2 separate regions of the Gossypium arboreum genome follow, and region 2 is linked to region 1. A link is a contact called in public Hi-C data. All regions are on one chromosome and are shown on one strand. Each heading gives the region's core, a stretch centred on a gene start, on an enhancer-like site or on the middle of the called end of the contact. The rest is flanking DNA. Distances are from core to core; before and after follow the strand shown.

Region 1 (7,827 bases), core at 521-3,020:
TTGTTTCCCTATAAAGATTCTTTATACATGGATTCAAATCCCAACCACTTTGGACCAACATATCAGTATTACCGTCTCTCCTGACACATTTGAAACTATAATTAAATAACAGCTTTTATGTCCATCAAAATTCTACTTGTATGGTTGTACCTGTTCCGCTAATAAAGTTATCAATTTAAATTAAATAAATAGGAAAAACAAGCACCCTATATGATTATTGCATTTCTTCATGTTCCTTACTGGCAACCCACCATTTCCTTTGTAAGTAATTTTATTCTATCAAACATATCACAACATAAATCTTTTCTAATTCAATGTTACATTGTATAGTATAGTAGAAATTGACAGGGTCTCACTGTTTAGAATATTCAATCAAAACACTCACCTACAGTAAACACTGACTTCTTTTTTCTTTAATACACCATTAAAAAGCTTAAAATAGATTAACAGTACCCCTTTCTTGATCAAACACAAAGCTACGTAAGGTATTGAATTCTCTTTTAAGCTGTTGCAATGGGAGCAGTTGCTTCCCTGGCTTTCATGGCTTCAAACCTGGGCTCCTTGGCCTGGAATTTAAGCACTGCGTAAAGCTTCATGTAATCTTCGAACACAAATTTTGGGTACAATCCTTTCTTCTCTTCTTCTTCTTTCTCCACCAGGGCTGGCGCCGGGTAGATAATGGCGTCGCTGCCGGGGTTATAGAACGAAGCTATCGACAGGCGAGCCCCGTCGGTTTGGGCGATCACCCTGTGCTCCACGCTCTTGTATTTGCCATTGGTGATCACCTCCAGCTGGTCTCCCAGGTTGATCACGATAGAGTGGCGCAACGGGGGGACATCCACCCATTCCCCGTTTTTAAGAACCTGAAGGCCGCCCACTTGGGGGTCTTGGAACAGCAAGATGATGCCACCGGCGTCCGTGTGGGCTCTGAGTCCCTTGATTTTGTCTGGGGTGGGACATGGTGGGTAGTTGCTAACTTTGGTGCCAAAGGTGGGACCTTTTGCCCCGTAGAAAGCCTTTTTCAGATATCCTTTTTCTAGACCAAGGTTCTCACAGAACAAGTCCAGCAGCTCCTCTGCTAGTTTCTCCAATTTCAATGCAAATTCTTTCATCACCTTCCTGTATTCATCGGTTAGATCTGGGATTTCAGCCATGTTTGATTCAGGGAGATGGCGCAAATAGAAAGTACTTTCCCAGTCCATATCAGTAACCTCAGCCTGGAGACCCTCAAGGGCCTTGCTTGCCACCAGTTCCTTAAACCTTTGCTCCATGCATTTCTTGTAATGCTCCTTCGTCAAGCTTTCCACTCTGTCCATAAAATCATAGGGAATCCCATGGTTCAATACCTGCACCAAATGAACCGCGCTAATAATTAGCAAAAATCTACCAAGGAGAATAGAGTATATGTACATATAAAGTAGCAATCGGTACCTCAAAGAAGCCCCAGTTCTCGCAGGCATCTTTGATTAGATCCATGGTTGCTGCTCTCTCGCCATTCAGTTTCTCCAAGTTGATCACTGGGAATTTTGCCATTTCTCTTGCCACTTTTTTTTTTTTTTCTCTCTAAAAATCTCTCAGAGTGACGCTGTTTTACGTTGGGGGTGTTATTATGCAAAAGCTTAGATTTGTTTAATGAAGAATGGAGGGAAGGGGTATGGTGGTATTTATAGATAGTTTTGGAAGTGAGGTTTAAAGGTATATAATTCAAGTGGATGTCGGCTTGTGGATCAGAAATTATTAGTATCAACAAATTAACAAAGGAAGAAAGGAGGAAATATGGAAAATAATACTACTACTGGTACAAGCATAACTCCAATTTTAAAATCATTTCTTAAATGTGGTACTTAAAAAGTAAAGCCTTTTTTTAAAAAAAAAAAGAGTCATAAGCTACTTTACAAAAGGTATGATTGAAAGTAAAATAATAAGATAATACAATTAGAAGTAGATACATTATCTAATAATTAATATATTTATGAAATTTTTTATATTTGAGTGATTATATTCGAATTTTGTCATAAATAAATATCATGTATAATTTTTCAAAATTATTTTAGATTTAATATTATCGTATACAAGCCATGCTCAAATTTATTCCATATAAGTCTAAATATATAAATTTAAATATAAAATACTTGTTAAAAGTATATTAGAAAAATCAAACAAAATCTAAGGCTAAAACTGATTTGCGACGTTGAAGTAGCTATCAACTCTTAGGAGCTTTGTGTGTTGGGTTTGGACACATTTTGATGGCTGTTTTTGAGCCATTTCTTTCTTAATATTTGACCAAAATTAATTTGGTCCACTCCTTTGATTAAGTTAAGAATTTATTGGTAACCAAAGGAAGGTGCATAGCTCTTTCGCACCATTCCACTCCTTGACCGTCAAATAAATTTATAGTGTATGTATTTCATAAAAATTAAAATTTAGAATAAATTATACAAATGGTCACGCAATTATATTTGTGTTCCTGTTTTAGTCACTCAATTTTAAAAATTTTCAATATAGCACTAATGTTTGAGTTTGTTCTTGTTTTGGTTATCTACTATTAAATTGATAGCGAAAAGCTTTTTCTAATTAATATAATAACACATTTAGTCCCCAATACTTACTTATTCTATCAATTTGATCCTAATTTTAAATAATTTAATAAATTTAACATTCATATTTACAAATTCTATAAACTTCTTAACCAAAGCTTTCAACGTTTAAAACAAAGTCATGCCACATCTATTAATTGTTTTATTTATGGTTGAAATTGTCCAATTTGGTACATAACCCTTTTGTTTATATTTTCAAGATGTTGGTGTTAGAAATTAACTAAACAACATTAAAAATAATAGAAAATACAAATTAAAAATATACTATATAGTAAATTTATATAAATAAATTAATATTTGTAAAAATAAAATTTCACTCTAACTAGAATAATTTTAGTTTTTAATTAATTTGGTAAATTATTTTACACTAAATCAAATTATTAGTGATACGTACTACTTATTGTGGATTTAAAATAAAAAATAATTCAAAATAAATGAAGCACATAATAATCTATTAATCAATTTATAACTAAAAAATCATAATCAATGTAACAAAAGGAAATTCAATTCATTCTTTCACCTTTTTTTTCTTATGAAAAATTAAATGTTATATTTTTTTCTTATACAATTATTGATTAAACAATTGAATTTTTCAAATCCATATTTTTAACTCGGATTTAATTTTCAATTTCAAGTACCAACTTCAAGTACTATTTCTATGTACCTTAAAGGAAATATCATACCGTTAACAATAATAGTAAAGGTTTGTTTGATAGATTGTTGAAAAATTAAATCTATTAAAAATATTAATTTTCAATATATTTAATCATTATTCATGTTTGATAATCCAAAATAAAAACAACCTAATAGAATTTTTTCTATAAAAAGCTGTGGAAAATAATAAGTAGACAAGAGCTATTTATCAAGGGAATATTTTCAATTAATTCAATTATTATTTATTGATTTTAATATTACATTATCTTATAAAACTTTGTGTCTAAAATTTGATTTTTTAAAAATAAAGTGAAATGTTTAAAATTAAGGATAAAATGTAGAATATAATTTCTTTATAATTTTAATTTTATATTTATCAAACAATTTAATTATATTGCATAATTAATTTTAAGTAATATATCAAACAATTTTATAACTTAAATTCAAGACTTAAATTTTCAATACTTATTTTTTCAGCACTTAATTTTTGAGTTCATCAAACAACAACTAAATCTAAAGAGTTTTTTTTTAGGGTTAGGTCAAGAGTGCTCTCTCTTAGTATCCCAAAGAAACAGGACTAGCTGTGGTTGGGGCGGAGTACAGCGATGACTTCTTTCCAATATGGCGAGAGACGAGATTTCCCTATTAGCAGAAGAACTAATATAGTTGAACATATAGAGTTATTTGGTTGTACCGAAAAGTAACTTATCATTATTATGCTCTGTGTGGACGAGGAAATCATACAATCCGGATAGTTTTCGTGCACAACTGAGAAGTATATGAAAAACGAGGAGAAAATTTGAAATCCAAGTGGTTGGGCAGAATCTGTTTCAGATCTCATTCGAGGAAGAGAACGATTTAGAAATGATTATGGAAGGCAGACCGTGGCTATTTAGAAGACAATTGATAATTTTTGACAGATTGAAGGAGGCGACAGAAAGAAGCAATATCAAATTAATTTTCTCCCCGTTTCGGCTCAAAATTGGCCCTTGTCCACCAGAATGTGAAAAGAAAGATTTGATGCACGCAATAGGTTCTACTTTTGGAGGGAGATAAAAAGTGATGTTTGTTAGTTGAAAGTTCAGCTGAATGCTCGGAAACCACTTCGGAGGGGAATTTTTATTGCAATTGGTGATCAAGGAAAAGTTTGGCTCCCCTTTAAATATGAAGCCCTACCAAATTTTTGCTTCAGCTGTGGTTGTATGGGACATGACACGAAAGATTGTACGGAGATCTCAAATTTGGGGTAGAAAAAAAGGAAGATGACCCTTTACTTACTGGCGCTAAAAGCTGAATCTAATCTAGTTGGTAAAAAGAGTCTCCAATTGGGTGCTTCAGCAAAAAAATCCATGAAACAGTGCTTATATACTAGGGAGAATGAAGGATTGGACACATCTGGAACTAATTCTCAAAAAGATTTCATTACAAGCTGGAAGCAGGTAGTAACATAACAAGGGCAGGAAAAACTAAAAAAAGAAATATTTTCGATAGATCTGCAACCTGGGGAAATACCCAGCAAGTCTGAGGAAAATAAGACAAATAATCAAAATCGTCTTGACTTGATTGACTCTGGAAGTATCGATTTTGATGCTTTAATTATGGAATAGAACAACTTTGGGATACAGCAAAAGTCAAGACAAATATTAGTGCAACTGGGATAGGAAAAACAAAAAACCCTAAAGAGCTGAGTTGGAAAAGAATGGGAAGGATAGGACAAATTAATGATGTCCAGATGGAAATTGTAACATGTAAGAAGAAGGATTTTTCAACTGAAGAAGACGATACCAAGATCTGTTCAGTCATTAAGAATAATCATAAAAAGGCTCGATTTGATGATGATGGGGTAAACTACCATTCTCTGAAGAAATTGGAAGATCAAATGGCTATGTCTTCCCAATTAGGATCGGTAGTTGCCAATAGGCAAGCCGACCGAACCCAATAAAAATAATAAGTTGAAATGTTCAAGGATTGGAGAGTTCTCGAGCAATAAAAAGGCTTCGGTTCACACAGAAGCAACATAATCCCTAAATGGTCTTCTTCATGGAGACGAAAATGAATGGCACTCGTATGGATAGGATTAGGAGAAGCTGTGGACTCATAAAAGGTTTTTATGTTGAGGTAGAAGGCTCGCGAGGTGGGCTCTCATTGGCTTGGAAACAAGATATTCAAGTCATGATTATTAGCTATTCTAAAAGTCATATAAATGCTCTTATTAAAGAAAATCAAGGCAACAGGGATTGGTGATTCATGGGATTTTATAGAACACCTTTTGCTAATGAAAGGTGTAGTATTTGGAACTTAATCAGACAATTGGGAAGGACTCAGACTCATCTTTGGCTTGTTTGTGGGGATTTTAATGAAACCTTATATTCATTCGAAAAGAGAGGAGGGGTGCCAAGAGATGAAAGGAGAATGGAGGCTTTTCGCACAGTTATAAATGAGTGTCAACTTATGGATGTGGGGTTTTCTGGGTTGTAGTTTACATGGGAAAGGGGAAACTTACCAGAAACGAACATACGAGAAATGCTAAATAAAGGGTGGCGAATACAGATTGGTTTTCGGCTTTCCCACATGCTTGTGTTCAAAACTTACCCTACTCACATTCAGATCATTGTCATCTACTTATTCATACAGAGCAGGAACGTAAGGAGATCTATAAAGTTTACTTTTGGTTTGAGGCATGGTGGTTACTAGAAAGTTCTTTTGAGAAGATAGTGTCGGATTGGGAAAAATCTACAGGATCACTACCGAATAAACTTGAAAATTTAAAACAGGGAATGATTCAATGAGCAACTCAAATTCGAAAAGGAAATGTGGGGATCAAACATAAGTTAAGTAAAAAATTGGAGAGTTTGTTAGAGGAGGACAAGAATGATGAGAACTTGGCTGAGATTATAGATACAAAGATACTTCTAAATCTAGAAATTGATAAAGATGAAGTATACTGGGAGCAAAGAGCACATGCCAATTAGCTGAAATTGGGAGATAGAAACACGACATTCTTCCATAAGTGTGCCACTCAACGAAACAGTGTAACACCCCTAGCCCGTATCTATCGCCGGAACATGGTTACGAAGTATTATCGAATTTACAGATCAGACAGACAGAAATCTTAAACATTTCATAACATTTAGCATTCATGTCAAAAACCAAACAAATTTATATATATTGTCCCTGATACGAACCCTCGAGGCCTAAAATACACCTTAGAAACAAATCGAGACTAAATTAGAAATTCAGAGAATTTTTCAGAAACTCATAAAATTTTCAAAGCTGCAGGAGTCACACGGCCAAGAGACACGCCCATGTCTTAGGCCGTATGGGCATTCGAAATAGGGACACACGGCCAAGCCACACGTACTTGTGCTAGGCCGTGTGAGCATACTGACTTGTGCTCTTTAAAAGATACAGGGGACACACAGTCATTTCACCTGCCTGTGTGTCATACACGGCTGAGACACATGCCCGCATCTCTGCCCGTGTGGATGAAAATAGACCACTTTCCAAGCCATATTTCTCACCCAAATTGGTACCAACCTAAACAAAACAATTTACATATAACCAAGTCATAAATAGGCATCCAAAACTAGTTAAAATTAAGCTGAAAACATATAATATCATCAGTTACAACCAATATGCCCGTAGGCACCTCAAATGACAACTTAAAAAAAAACATATCAACTATGTATCTAAACTTACCTAAATGACCAAATACATATATGCATATTCAACTATCATTTAAATTTCATCCACCAAACAAAAATCAATTTACATGTAAACCATACCAAGCCACATATCAAACATGATAAGGTCATTGATATATACATAGTAAAATATACCAAAATACACAAGCCAATTCAAATGGCTAAAAACATAACAAAACATGTAGGCAATTTTTAGCTAAAATAACCTATACATGCCATTATAACCAAAATTAGATAACCAAAGGTACCAAAAGATCCGATAGATAGTGTGATATAGCTCCGACAAGCTTCCAACCCAAACGAACTTTCAAACCACTATAAAACACAAAAAATAACACAGAGTAAGCATTTAAGCTTAGTAAGTTGTTTAACATAGAATTTAACTTATCATTTAACCATAATTTAGGTAAGTAAACCAAAGCATAGCACAACTTAATTTGGCCAAAAGCCTAACACATATTCATCAACCAAGTTAGCCATGTAATTCATATAAAAATTGAGAATCATGTATAAGTTCAACAACTATTTAAATTCCATATACATGAAACATCTATACCATGTATCCATATGTCATATATAAACCATTTCCATGTAATTCACGTAAATACTTGTACTAGTTAGTATCGAACTCATATAAACTCCTAACAAATTGTACCTGTTGAACCATTTAAAATATCGTCAGATATGCGGGTAGTACATACTAGGTGTACTAAACTGTAATCCGTCAATTCCTATACATACATGCTCATACGAGCTGTAAACGGTAAGCTCCTCCGAGCTGAAATAATGGTAAGCTCCTTTGAGCTGAATAACAATAAGCTCCTCTGAATTGAATAACAGTAAGCTCATAAGAGCTAAAATCGGTAACCCTA
Region 2 (7,481 bases), core at 1,291-3,790, 170 kb after region 1:
TTTAATAATCTAATAACTTAAAAAGAAAGTTTTAAAATAGCTCAATCACTTTTTTTTCTTTTTTTTTACCCTCAAATATATAGGAACTCAATTTTAACATGGAAATAACATAACATATTATAAATTAAAGAGGGGTTCTAACCATTCACTGGGGTTGGCAGTGGGACCAAAATGTCAGGTCAATGTTCCAGGCCCTACCTTAAAAAGCTTAGACAACAACCCCAGCACCCATCACTCCCCACCTCTGCTACTCTTCTCTATTCCCCATCTCTTATTTCTAATTTATCTATCCACCTCCTCAGATCATGGAATAGTCTACGATGTGCTGCCGAAGCACAGCACATGCAAATTACTGCTCCTGTTCCACTATATTAAAGCCACGTGGCACTAATATATTGGGATGGATATTATGATAACTTTTTTAAAAAATATAGTATACATAATCATAGCCACATGTAATGGAATTGTGTATGAAGATGATACCTTAATTAGGGGTTACTCTATCAGTGAAACTTTGGTGTGTAAGTAAGAAAGTGGGAAGTGTATGTCTCAAAGTTAAACTATTATTGCATCTTTGAATTTAGGGAAAAGCAAAAAAAAAAAACCATCAAGATTTTAGGGTCTCATTTGTCTTCTAATATTCAAAATAAATTGAATTCTCTTTCCTGTTTTCATGTTAACAATTGAAAAAGCCAAAAAAGTGAGAGAGAGTAAAAGATGTAGGAATTAATAAAAAAAAAGGCATGTTGATCTAAGATATATTTTAATTCCACAAAGAATCTTCAAAGCTATGCATTTCATATTTTAAATATTTTTTTATTTGAATCTAGGGTATAGACAAGAGGAAGGCAAGAGAGGAGATCTGCTATTAGCTCGGGAAAGAGAGGGTAGACCAAATTTTTTTTTGGAGGGCACGGTAGAATGATAAAATTGTCTTTTAATCCTTTTGAAATTAATAAAATTATAAATTAATATAATAATATAATTAAAATGTAATTCATTTCTGACTATTAAAATAACATTTTAACTTCACTTCTGCTTTAAATTTTATTTATAGAGATTAAAAACTCTTATTAAATAATTTTTCTAGGTTTTTTAATTATGAAATGATTATAAACCCAACAAATGGCCAATGCATGTGTTCAATGCATATAAAATTAGACATAAAAAAGAAGAAAAAAAATTGAAAGTGATGAGAGAATTTACCATTGATGCCAAAACTTGAACCCCAGCATATTTAACATCCCAACTAAACTCTGATATGGCCCAACCAATCCCACCAAAACAATGAGCCTTGTTTATAACATACTTCAAGTAATAATCTTCCTTGTCGGTGGCCTCATACAGCCACAACGCCGCCCACAACAACTCATCCATGAAACCACTCACCGACGCATAGTAGCTCTTCACCACCCCTATGCTTCCATCATATTTCCCTCTATACTTATCCCCAAACTCAAACAACTGCAACAACACCACACCCAAAATTCAAAATCAGTCATGTAAACATATGTATATGGTGTGTGTCATTTTTAAAATTACCTCTTGAGCATGGTGCAAGAGTAAGTGAGAGTAATGAGGGTTTGTTTTCTTAAACACGATAGACGCGGCCGCCATTGCCGCCGCCGTCTCACCGGCGAGATCGGACCCTGGGTTTTTCTCATCGATCTTGTAAGCTTGGCGTGAAGTGGTCATATCTTCCGGCCGTTGCCAACAGTAATGGTCGGTGTCTCCGTCACCCACCTATAGCAACAATGAGCGTTACGTGTTTGATATAATTATGAAGCTTAAATAAGACAAAATTAGGGAATCTGAAACTATACCTCCGCCCATAGTACATTTGGGCTAGCGTGTGCTTTAATGAAGTAATCTGTCCCCCATTTAATTGCCTCTAAAGCATGTTCTAATTCACCGGCATCGGCGATCTGGTCCCGGTATTCGATAACACTCCAAGACAACATTGTCACCGTGAAAGCCATCGGGAGTCCAAATTTGACGTGATCGCCGGCGTCGTAGTATCCTCCGACTAAATCCACCTACATTAGCAACAAAAACAAGACTGTTTATAAGTTGGGTAAAATTTTAAATTCTTGCTATAGCAGTATAGCTACATACTCCTTGTTCCAAGCCGTCGGTGAGGGCAGAATGGTCTCGCCAAGTAACACGTTGATTGTACGGTAACCGACCGGAACGTTGGGATTCAAAGTAAAGGAGGCTCTTCATTAATGCATCGCCATAATCAAACGCTGTTGTGGAGGAAATGGTGAGAACAGAGAAGAGAATGAGGCAACAATGGTGAAGGCTTAGCTTACTCTGTTCATCCATTGTCCCCACTTCTCTTTAGGTACGAGGGGGAAATTTAGTAGCTGAAATAGCTATTGGAAGCTATATATCGGCACAACCTTTTGCTTTTTTTGCCTTGAAATTTGTGTTTTTCTATGTAATGTGGCTCGAGTTCAGTGACTCAGTGAGCGATTTTCATGACCATGTGAGGTTACTTTTTTTTTCTTTTTGTTGTTTATCATAAAAAATAGCGTGATTTAAGCAACGGTTTATTGCTTTTTTCGTGGTATTTAATAGTGGGGTTGTATGTAAGTTTGAACCGGCGTGGACTACTGTGGGAAAAAAATGGAATATTGGAAAGTTTTTGTGGAAGAAGTGAGATTTGATGGAAATTTTGGGTTCTCTTACTATTTGATTTTTGGGTTAAAATATGTCATAAATATTATATTTTTTTAAAATTTAGTTATTATACTTTTATTTTAAAGAATTTAATTTGTTTATTTTTAGATTTTAAATTTTAAATCTAATTGTTAGTATTACTAGTTTTTTTCAAATGTTAATTATATTATCATTTTTTAATTTTATAGTTATCAAGAGACTTTTTTTTTATTTCAACTGCCACGTTAACAAATAGATTTGAACTTTAACATTTAAAAAGTAGAAAGACTAAAAGCCTAAAAATAAAAATATAAGGACTAAATTTTAAATTATTGAAAAAGTACAAAGACTTATGACATATTTTAGCTCGAAATTTTATCTTTCTACTCTATCGAAAGTCCTAACAAGTTCTTGAATTGATTGAACACATGAAAATTGTAGAAACTGTAAAATTCATACAAATGACCTATATGCTATGAGTTAAAGGGTGAGTCCAATTGTGTGTAAACTCTTCAATATTATATAATTTTGTTTGTTCAAACACTTCGAAATACTCACACTTTATAAATTCATTATAACTTTCAATAAAATTAAGAAACAAAACCTCAAAGGAAAAATAAAATCAAACTTCTCAAGAATTTTAACTCAAGTGCTAATTTTCTCTCCTAAATGATTTATATTATATAAATTATGAAATCAAATCTAAGTGATGTAACATATTTAATCACTTCAAAACACTTTTACTCTATAAATCTAAAAAATAAACAAAATTCAACCAAAAATAAAACTTAAACTCATTAATTATATGAAAATATTATATTTAAAAATATCAATAATTTCTTTTCTTTTTTTTTCAAATGTGAATCATTTCATCCCCCGTTAGACTTATCTCGTATTGGAAATTATTGTGTCCAATGTCCGGGTAGGAATTGTTTATTATTTTTTATCGTAAAAACAAGTTAATGTAGAAGGATTTGATGGGCATGTGGACCAAATAAGTTGGAAATATATGAAGTAAATTTTTTAAAATTTAAGAGTATGATTCGTTTTAGTTGTTTAATGCTTTGAGCGTTAAACAAAATCTCAGCTCTGTTTCCTATGAGAATTAGGTCAGATTCATGGCGACAGTGCACATAATAACTGGATTGCTGCTTATAAATATATAATAATATATAAAGACTGCCGACGCAGGAAATTTCAGTTGTGGAAACTTCACTCTTTTGCAATTTCATCCCTCTTTATATTAAAATTGATTATATTTTACTTTTTATTAAAAATAAATAAATAAAATTTACACGTGAGATTAAAAATAAATAATTTTTTTGTTAAAAATTCATCTCCTTATTTTGGCTGCAAATTCAAACTGAAAATGCTTTAGATTCCTCTTGACATTTAAAAGCTAACAATGGCTACCCATTTTGAAAAATCGATTTTAAATGAAATTCTTAATAATAATTAAATACTTTCTAATTATTAAAAATTAAGTGGAAAAATAAGCTAATCAACAAAACCAAATACATTATAAAAGACAATCAAATGTAAAATTGTCAAATTTGATCGCTCTTGCATGAATTAGACCGGCATATTTTAAATTTTGATTTGTCAAATTCATCATTTAATATGTAAAAATTTAAATTTAGTTATACAATATATACAAATAATATAAAATACTTATATTTTAAATTTAATTATAAAATATATGAAATTATTAGTTTCACTAAATTTCTTGAAGTTACAAATATAAATAATACCCACTCAAATAAATAGAATAAACTATTATAAAGAAAAATATATCTAAAGTTGGGCCAAAATAAATTTAAATAATTTTACACAACCTAAATCAAACATCTTTAATAATTTACATGAAAATCGAATCAAGGATTTCAAAATTTTAAAATTTCAATTTTATCATTAATTTAAACCTTCGGTAATTAAAATGAATATTGTTAAAAATAAGTTAATTTAATATATATATATATAAATAATTCAATAATATTTTTATATTTGATAACAAGCATAGTGATCTAATAAGAAGAAAAGCCATTTATTGCAAATAAATGGATGGACCGGACCGGTTGGCCGCCTTGTTCCATGGCCGACACTCTCTATATAGTAACGCACGCATCTCGAGGCTAGCGTTCGGTATTTTTATCATTTAAAATTTAATACAATTATAAAATGATTTATTGATTATATTTTTATATGGTAAAAAAATATTAATGAATATACGCGTTCTTAAGATAAATACAAATACAAGTATTAAATATAAACATACATCGGAATGAGTAGTTTTTATATATATATTTACAAGATCATATTTTTCTTTTCATATGCATTGAATATGAGGACCAGATAGGAGTAGTTATAAAAGGTTGAAATATGCTACATAAGTAAATTTATTATTTATGAATTTGAAATTTAGTCATTATATTTATAATTTTAGAAAATTTTATTTTTTATATTTTAAAATTTAAGTTTAATTGTTAATATTATTAAATTTGTTGGTGTGTCATTTTGAAATAAAAAATACTAATTTCATAGTCATGGAACTAAAAACCGTTGTAATGAACTCGAATTTAATAAAATAACTTTAATAATTTTAATAGTTAAATCTAAATTTAAAATCTAAAAAGTAGAGGGACTAAATTTCTAAAAATAAAAATACAGTGATTAAATTTCAATTTTATAAAGAGTACAAGGATTTATGATATATTTTAACATTAAAAAAATTAAACTAATATAACATACTTAACTTTAAGCTTGGCTAGCCGACTGAGTCTTAACTTAGTTGGCATCAATATTGTTGTTAAATGTAAGATAATGTAAGTTTAAGCACGCTGAAGCGCGTTTATTCTCGATCAAAGAGGAGTTATGAATATTTTGTATATAAAAAGAAGAAGCTTTAAGCTCGACTATTTACATTTTAATTAAAAGTTTAATATAAATCAAAACAAAAAAATATTTATTTATAAACAAAATACTTTGAAAGGTTTGCTTGTTTCACTAAAATGGCTTTAAAATGATTTTTGAAAAATAACTTATTTTTCTAGAAAAATTAATATTTTTTGTGTTTGGATGAATTTGTGTAAAATATTTTCGATGTTTGATGATTTTTAAAAATCTTTCATAAAAGTTGTATTCAATGAAACAAACATACATTTGAGAATTTTTTTATCTTTTCATTATTTAATTCAGTTTATTTTATATCTATAAATTTATATTTTACATTGTTTTTGCATATATTAAAAATATTTTGTTAAATTCATGTTCATTACAACGTCATTTTTAGTTACATGACTACCCATCGATTATTTTTATTTAAAATTATGCATCAACAAAATTGACAAAGAAATTGAATAATGTTAACAATTGGACTTTATTTTCAAATCTGAAAAGTAAATGTACTAAATTCTTGAAAATAAAAGCACAAAGACTAAATTTCAAATTTGTGAAGAGTACCTAGACTTATGACATATTTTAACATTTATATTACAAAATATTTATTATTAATATATTTATAATTATAATAAATATTTATTATTAAAATTTTAATATTAAATATTTAAAATTTTATTTTAAAATTTATTGCTAAAATATAATTAAAATATTAAATAATTTATTAAAATAATAAATTATATTAATTATATTAATAATTTATTATATGACTAAATATAAATAATTAAATATGTATGTATAATAATATTAAAAATATAATATTTTATATTAATATTTTAAATATTTTTAAAATTAAAATAAAATTATTATCAATATAATAATATTAAGCTTGATTTAAGTTAATTTTATATAAAAATAAAATTGTCTATAGATGAGCTTTTTTTCGAAAAATGACTTACGCTTTTCAAATTTTTCAAAAGGGTAAGTCATTTTACTGGAAAAATGACTTATTTTACGTTGACCTATAAGTCATTTTTCATTGACGGAACTGTTTTTTATGAAACAAATATAGGTAAATACAGAAAATATTTTCTATAAAATTTTTTACAAACCCATTACGGTAAAACCTATAGAAACACGTATGGGTTCAAGGAAAAGATCTCTCAAATATTGGGTAGCTGTCGTTAAACCGGGCAGAATACTTTATTAAATGAGCGAGGTAGCCGAAAATATAGCCAGAAAGACTATTTCAATAGTGGCATAAAAAAAATGCCTATAAAAACTCAATTCATTATTTCATGATAGGAATATAGAGCCAAAGGAAAGAAGTATTGTCTTGGGAATAAAAAAACTATTGCGAGTTTTTTTTTTTTGACAAACAATATTTCTTTTTTTTCTTCTTCCTTTGCTACATTAAAAAAAGGAGATTTAAAAATGATTCAACCTCAAACCCATTTGAAGGTAATAGATAATAGTGGGGCTCGAGGATTGATGTGTATTCGAGTCATAAGAGTTAGTAATCGCCAATATGCTCATATTGGTGACGTTAGTGTTGCTGTGATCAAGGAAGCAGTACCAAATACACCTCTAGAAAGATCAGAAGTCACATTAAGTTCAAATAATCCAACTTATCATTAAAATATGGATAAATTCTACCCAAGGTTGTTATACTTTTATTAACTTTACATTTTGACCATTAAACTTTAAAAAGTTATAAAATAGTCACTAATATGTTCGAATATTTTCATTTAAGTCATTGGACTGTTAAATTTTTTTTAAAAGTTCGGTCAACGAGCTTCGAGCGACAATTCGATGATCAATATAGTAGAATAATACCTATCGATGAGTAGAAGAACATATCTCAAGTCTAAGCTGATTTGATGGCTAGTGTCAGAGATCAAATAAGAAAGTTGTTTAGATTTTAA

Evidence for each region. A called contact is a pair of places that touch in the nucleus more often than the background predicts.
Region 2: a contact with region 1 is called in a Hi-C map of leaf, with 1.6 times the contacts expected there. The contact joins the promoter of LOC108470083 here to the promoter of LOC108482076 in region 1. A contact is called at or near these places in 2 of 5 Hi-C or Micro-C datasets (both in leaf).

The regions. Positions count from the first base shown.
Region 1 is chr7:91,798,933-91,806,759 of ASM2569848v2, forward strand. LOC108482076 (1-aminocyclopropane-1-carboxylate oxidase 3-like) reads right to left here and starts at 1,771. Exons shown (of 2, transcript XM_017785184.2): 1 at 1,432-1,771; 2 at 254-1,346. The coding sequence starts at 1,533. The coding sequence ends at 501. LOC128295490 (a long non-coding RNA gene) reads right to left here. Exons shown (of 2, transcript XR_008285936.1): 2 at 6,970-7,270.
Region 2 is chr7:91,966,205-91,973,685 of ASM2569848v2, forward strand. LOC108470083 (endoglucanase 11-like) reads right to left here and starts at 2,541. Exons shown (of 5, transcript XM_017771291.2): 1 at 2,116-2,541; 2 at 1,824-2,036; 3 at 1,543-1,743; 4 at 1,207-1,464. The coding sequence starts at 2,325.